Linked DNA regions of Mus musculus: region 1 is linked to region 2. A link is a contact called in public Hi-C data. All regions are on one chromosome and are shown on one strand. The core of a region is the stretch at or near the end of the contact, and the rest is flanking DNA. Distances in the headings are between cores, read along the strand shown.

Region 1 (2,700 bases), core at 139-2,638, 390 kb after region 2:
AGGTAAGGAATTTATATAGAAAGTCTATACGTATTCATATGGGAATAAACCGTGGGGCAGGCACATTTCTGAGCATATTCACTGTAAAATACACATAACTGGGCATTCTCAGTTAAGGTTATAATTCAAGAGGAAAAGACTGCAGAAGGGAAGGCCCTGGACACACCAGTCTGCCCTGTAAAAGCAGAAGCGGGAAGGTTCTCTGGGTTTTTAGCCTCATGTGCATTTGCTCATTACTTAGAGTCCTGTCAGGAAGAGTTCCATTGCCTCACATCTTCATTCACTCCCCTCACTCTCCCCATTTGGTAGTCTTGTACATGTTGGCTGCTCGGAGTCTAGGTTGCAACTGTAGGAGTTTTAGTTTTGTCCTGGTTATTGGTAGGAGAACACCTTTCCGTGTACTTACTGTCCCTTTTGATAGCTTCTCCTGGCAAGTGTATAAAGAGGGTCTTTGCCTGTCTGCCCCCCCCTCCCTCCCTCTTCCTTTCTTAGTGATTTGCTGGAGTTGCTTGTGTAAGCACATGTCTGCTCTCCAACCATATTGCAAAATCATCTACCACTTTGTGAATTCCTACTTCATTCTCTAGTTAAGGTCTTTTTGGTTAAAAAAGGCTATTAATTTTAAATATGTCCCTTTGACAATTAGATTGACAGTTTCTCTGTAATTGTTTTGTATCATGCAAGATTTTCTTCCTTTTTTTCCTCCTATACCTAGATAATCCTTTAGCTCATTTAGCTAAAATGCCATCTTCCTTACTGTTCTGTATGTAGTACCACTGTTGCTATAAACCAGATACTCAGAGAAGTGTGTAGTCATTACAGTTCATTCCTTCGTTCGTTTGTTCTTTCTTTTTTTTTTTTTTTGTTTTTTTGTTTTTTTGAGACAGGGTTTCTCTGTGTGGCCCTGCCTGTCCTGGAACTCACTCTATAGACCAGACTGGTCTCGAACTCAGAAATCTCCTGCCTCTGCCTCCCGAGTGCTGGGATTAAAGGCGCCACCACCATGCCCGGCTATCATTACGTTTCTTATTCTGTGATAAAGCACCATGTTCACTGCAGTAGGAGAGAGTTGACCTGGCATGAGGGAGGCCCTAGCTTCACTCTCCATCTTGCTCTTGTTTTTTAGGAACATGGTCTAGAATTTGTACTTTTTACTGTCACTTCCACAGCAGAGGCTAGGATGTGACATATGACTCGCTCTGTAAAAGAGCTTGAGAACTAGAGTCTTTAGTTAGTTGTCTGTCTGTCAGTTAAAGATACTTGTGCAGCTAAAGCCGTTACTGTGGCAGGGGAGAGAAGTATTGAAAGCAGCTAGCAGCTTGCTGTGACATTTGACAGTCTTAAGCCTGCATCACAGTTGTTTATGTGGGTTTATTTCCTGTCCTCATTGTCTGTCACTTTAGAATCTTCTCTGGCATTCCTTCATTGCATGTTACCACAGGATGAAACATAGGCACTGTCTATGGTTCTGCTTATGTTCAGCTTATACACCAGTGCCTGAAAGCTTGCCACTCAACTCGGAGGTGACAGGGAAGTTAAAAGCAATTAAACTCAAAGAGCTTTTCTAAGGAAAAATTACAGCTAATTAAACAAGATCTAAGAACATTCACACTTTTGGTTAGGCCACTGCAGTATTTAAAAACTTTTTATTTACTGTTTTCTGTTTATGTCTTTGTGAGTTAGTAGCATATGGCTAAGGGTTCTAAATTCATTAGTGATTCTGTTACATGGCAAATTTTTAGTAATCCTTTAGAAAATAAGACCTCATTTCAGTAGGAAATTTGAACATCTAAATGAGCATTTTTTGGTTGGAATTGGCATTAGTACCAGACTGTTTTTATATAAATAAGTGTTTTGAGCATTGGAGAGGAAACTCAAGTCAGCAAAAAGAGTTTTACATCTGAACACAGGTCATACGTTGGATGTGGAGGTGTGCTCTTGAGATCGAAGTGCTGAACAGGCAGAGGCATGGAAATGACTAGCCAACTTGCCTAGCCAACTTGCCTAGCCTACTTGCTGAGCTAGTGTGAGGCTCTGTGTCATAAACGAGGTAAATGGTCCCTGAGGAAGGAAACCAAAGGTTGCGTTCTGGCTCCATTTGTACCCACTACATCTGTCCCGTCCCCCTAATCCCTGAAATTATGGAACAGAGGAAGTTTAATGAATTAGAGACCAATTCTAGATTTTGGTCTTTCTCTCTTACTATTGCAGCTGTGGGTTGATCATTTAAACTACTGAGGGCCACAGTCTACCTGACTCAGTAAAATTATACAAGACTGTTTTGAGAATACCTTAAGACTATTAACCCTGCTGTTATTCTAAGACACTAGTAAATAGGTTTAGCGATATAATTTTGAGGGATAATAAACTTTCTTCAATATCATAACCCAGTAATATAAATCAGAGCCTGCTAATAATAACTTTGAAAATTGTCTTATTCCATCGAAAGGGCTATAAATGACACAGGCACTTAACTTGGCTTATTATGATGCTAAAGAATTGTTGGCATAGAATAAGTGGCATTTATTTATTTATTTTATTTTATTTAGACAGGGTTTCTCAGTATAGCCCTGGCTGTCCTGGAACTTGCTTTGTATGCTAGGATGTCTTTGAACTCAGAGATCTGCCTACCTCTGCCTATTGAGTGCTGGGATTAAAGGTGCATGCTACCACTGCCAAGCTCTGTGGTCTTTATGCTTC
Region 2 (2,712 bases), core at 6-2,505:
GAAAATGGCTTTCTTCCTAGTGATCTGGTCTTTAAGAAGGCAAGGGAATATTAAAGTAAAACCCTTTCCAATATCTGGTGGTTGCAAGGACCTGTAATTTAACCACCAGTGTTAACAGGGCAGGCTGTCTGGGGAAAGATACATTCAGCTCCCAAAAGAGTCCTCTGAGGGCCTACTGTGTCTGAGACAGCTGGCTCCTCATTGTGTCCTCATGGTGGGAGAGGCTAGGAGCCTCCCCTCACACTTGTCCCCCAACTCTGCAAAGTCCAAAGTCTCTCACCACAGGAAATCCCATAGAGTAAGCGGTGAGGAAGAGAAGGCTGGGACTTTCTTATGAACAATTAGACTTCCTATACCCAGACAGACACTGCCAATGGAAACACTATTGGCCCAAACTGCCGTTAACCGCCTGATCTGGTGGGCATCATGAACAGCTTCATTTTAAACAGACATAAGCCCCAGCAGTGACAAGGAGGCCTGAGGGTGTCAATCACTTTATCTGCTCACTGACAGTGCCTGCAGGTGTGGAGAATGCTCCAGATGTAAGCAGGAAACTGCTTTGGAATCCATCAGCCCCAGCACTGAGCTCTCAAGGTTGGAAGAGGTGCTCAGAATTGAACTGGGGACAATGAGGTCCTGTGCTCCCCTGGAAGGGCAAGGCCTAGCATAAGAAGGCCTGAGGTCAGATTGTGCTGGCAGCTCTGACCCGGTGGGGACAGAAGACTCAGCTGTGCTCATAGAGGGATTCGCCTTTTTCTTTTCTTTCTCCTGCACCTCCTAAGGAAGAAAGTGTTTTTCTTCCTGCTCTTCAGGGGATGGCAGAAGTTGAAAAGGAATATATTTATAGCTGGTAGCGAACTTAGGGTCTCAGCATCAGGTCTAGTAACCTCCTTCCATGACCGCATCTGAAAAGGGTGGGGTGGGGAGCAGCAGAGGCACAAGGGAGGAGGGTGCCTTGAGCTGAGACAGTTTGCTGGGTAGTTCTCTATCATCTTGAAACAGATTAGCGTCATCCAAGAGAAGAGAACCTCAATTGAGAAATGCCTCCATAAGATCAGGTTAAAACAAGCTTGTAGGGCATGATCTTAATTAGTGATTGGTGGGGGAGGGCCCAGCCCACTGTGGGTGGGACACCCCTGAGCTGGTGGTCCTACGCTCTATAAGGAAGGGCTGAGCAAGCCATGAAGATCCAAGTCAGTAAGGGGCACCCCTTCGTGGCCTCTGCACCAGCTCCTGCCTCCAGGTTCCTGACCTGTTTTGAGTTCTGACTTCCTCTGAAATATGAACAGAAATATGGAAGGGTGGGCCAAATAAACCCTCTCCTCCCCCAGTTGCTTTGACCATGGTGTTTTATCACAGCAATAAGAAGCCTACCTACAACAGATAGGAAGTTGATTTATGTTTGTGGAATGGATTGAAGTAGCCCCCAAGTCTCTAGCAAGATTAGTACTTCTCTCAGAAAACAGAACCTCACAGGAAAAGGAAGTGTTTGACGGCTGGAAAACGCAAGGGTCTGGCGCCACCTAGTGTCTTTTCCTGCAAGGGGCTGTTCTGCCTACGATGAGAGACAAGAGTTTGGTGGGAGATGCTGAAAAGCCACAGTCCTGATATGTCTCAGACAAGGTTGTTGGTGGAGGGGAAGGAAGCAGGAGTGACTCAAACGTAATATTTAGAGTCCAAGTCTCAATAGATTGGCTCACACTAGAAAAAACAAACAAACAAACAACTTGGTGCAATTTGATGGCTCCCGTGTTTCTCATTTTCAACCCAGTTTTTTAGAGCTCTCAGAACCAGTACACGGGCTGTTTACAGATTCCTCAATCTGCTTGTCACCGACCCCCTCAAATCTTGACCGTCAGCTTCAATGATGCCAAGTTCTGGCTCAGCACCTGACTACCCTCTAACTTTAATGTTACAGCCTCTGTGTGCTGTTTCCTGTCATTAACTTATTTATCATTCAGAGAAATGGCTGCAGAGTGGCTATTAGTACCCTCCGTTCCACACATGAGAAAAACCAGTGCTGGGGAAGGGAGAAGGTATCTGACTGCCCCACATGACTACACACGCACGTGCATTTTTCAGGGGTGGGAAATACTGGTGTGTGTGTGTGTATATGTGTGTGTGTGTGTGGTGTGTCTTGGGACATATTCTCCTCAGATAAGAACTGCTGCAGGTGAACACATGTGCTGTGGAGCTCTGCAGGGTGTGAGGTGCATGCGGGTGTGGGGGAAGGATCGGTGTGAGGGTGTGAACATTGTAGAGCTCAGGGGGCACCCACTGTGCCCTTTCGTACCCCCCGCCCCCCGCACAAAGAAGTTTATCTTCTTCAAAATGGATTCCAAAACACAATACAACCTCCACACACCCCCTCACAGACCACACACACACACACACACACACACCCCACAAACCCAACCTCCACACACATCCCCGAAGACCACACACACACACACACACACACACACACACACACACACCAGTGTTTCCCACCCCTGAAAAATAATCAGTGTTGCTTATTTTTTAGAGTTAAACTGGAAGACAGCTTTTCCAATAAAAGTGTGGTGGCCGGGACTGCATGCACGTCCCTTAGCGGAAGCGGGACAGGCAGAAGCAGGACGCTCTAGTCAGCATGTGTGATTTGCAGGAGGAAGGGCCCCAGAGGCTATTTCCTGTGTCGCTGGAAGGACACAGAAGGGAATTGTCTGTGGCTAT

What was found. A called contact is a pair of places that touch in the nucleus more often than the background predicts.
Region 1: a Hi-C map of CD8 T cells shows a contact between it and region 2, with 3 times the contacts expected there. The contact joins two enhancer-like sites. A contact is called at or near these places in 4 of 15 datasets of contacts at CTCF or cohesin (the NIH/3T3 cell line, large pre-B cells, pro-B cells and 1 more), 9 of 484 Hi-C or Micro-C datasets (the Ba/F3 cell line, CD8 T cells, the G1E-ER4 cell line and 5 more) and 2 of 115 datasets of contacts at active chromatin or transcription factors (astrocytes and embryonic stem cells).

What each region holds. Positions count from the first base shown.
Region 1 is chr11:21,302,438-21,305,137 of GRCm38.p6, forward strand. The region is part of intron 12 of Vps54 (VPS54 GARP complex subunit); the gene reads left to right. Among named protein-coding and RNA genes, the nearest start is that of Mir1933, 41 kb to the right of the region's middle. Within about 2 kb of position 1,389, at least 17 of the 459 cell types and tissues checked have an H3K27ac peak or open chromatin away from gene starts, as enhancers often do. A contact at or near this core is called in CD8 T cells, where this site is marked.
Region 2 is chr11:20,912,621-20,915,332 of GRCm38.p6, forward strand. The region is part of intron 1 of Gm46273 (a long non-coding RNA gene); the gene reads right to left. Among named protein-coding and RNA genes, the nearest start is that of Gm32293, 3.3 kb to the right of the region's middle. Within about 2 kb of position 1,256, at least 19 of the 459 cell types and tissues checked have an H3K27ac peak or open chromatin away from gene starts, as enhancers often do. A contact at or near this core is called in CD8 T cells, where this site is marked.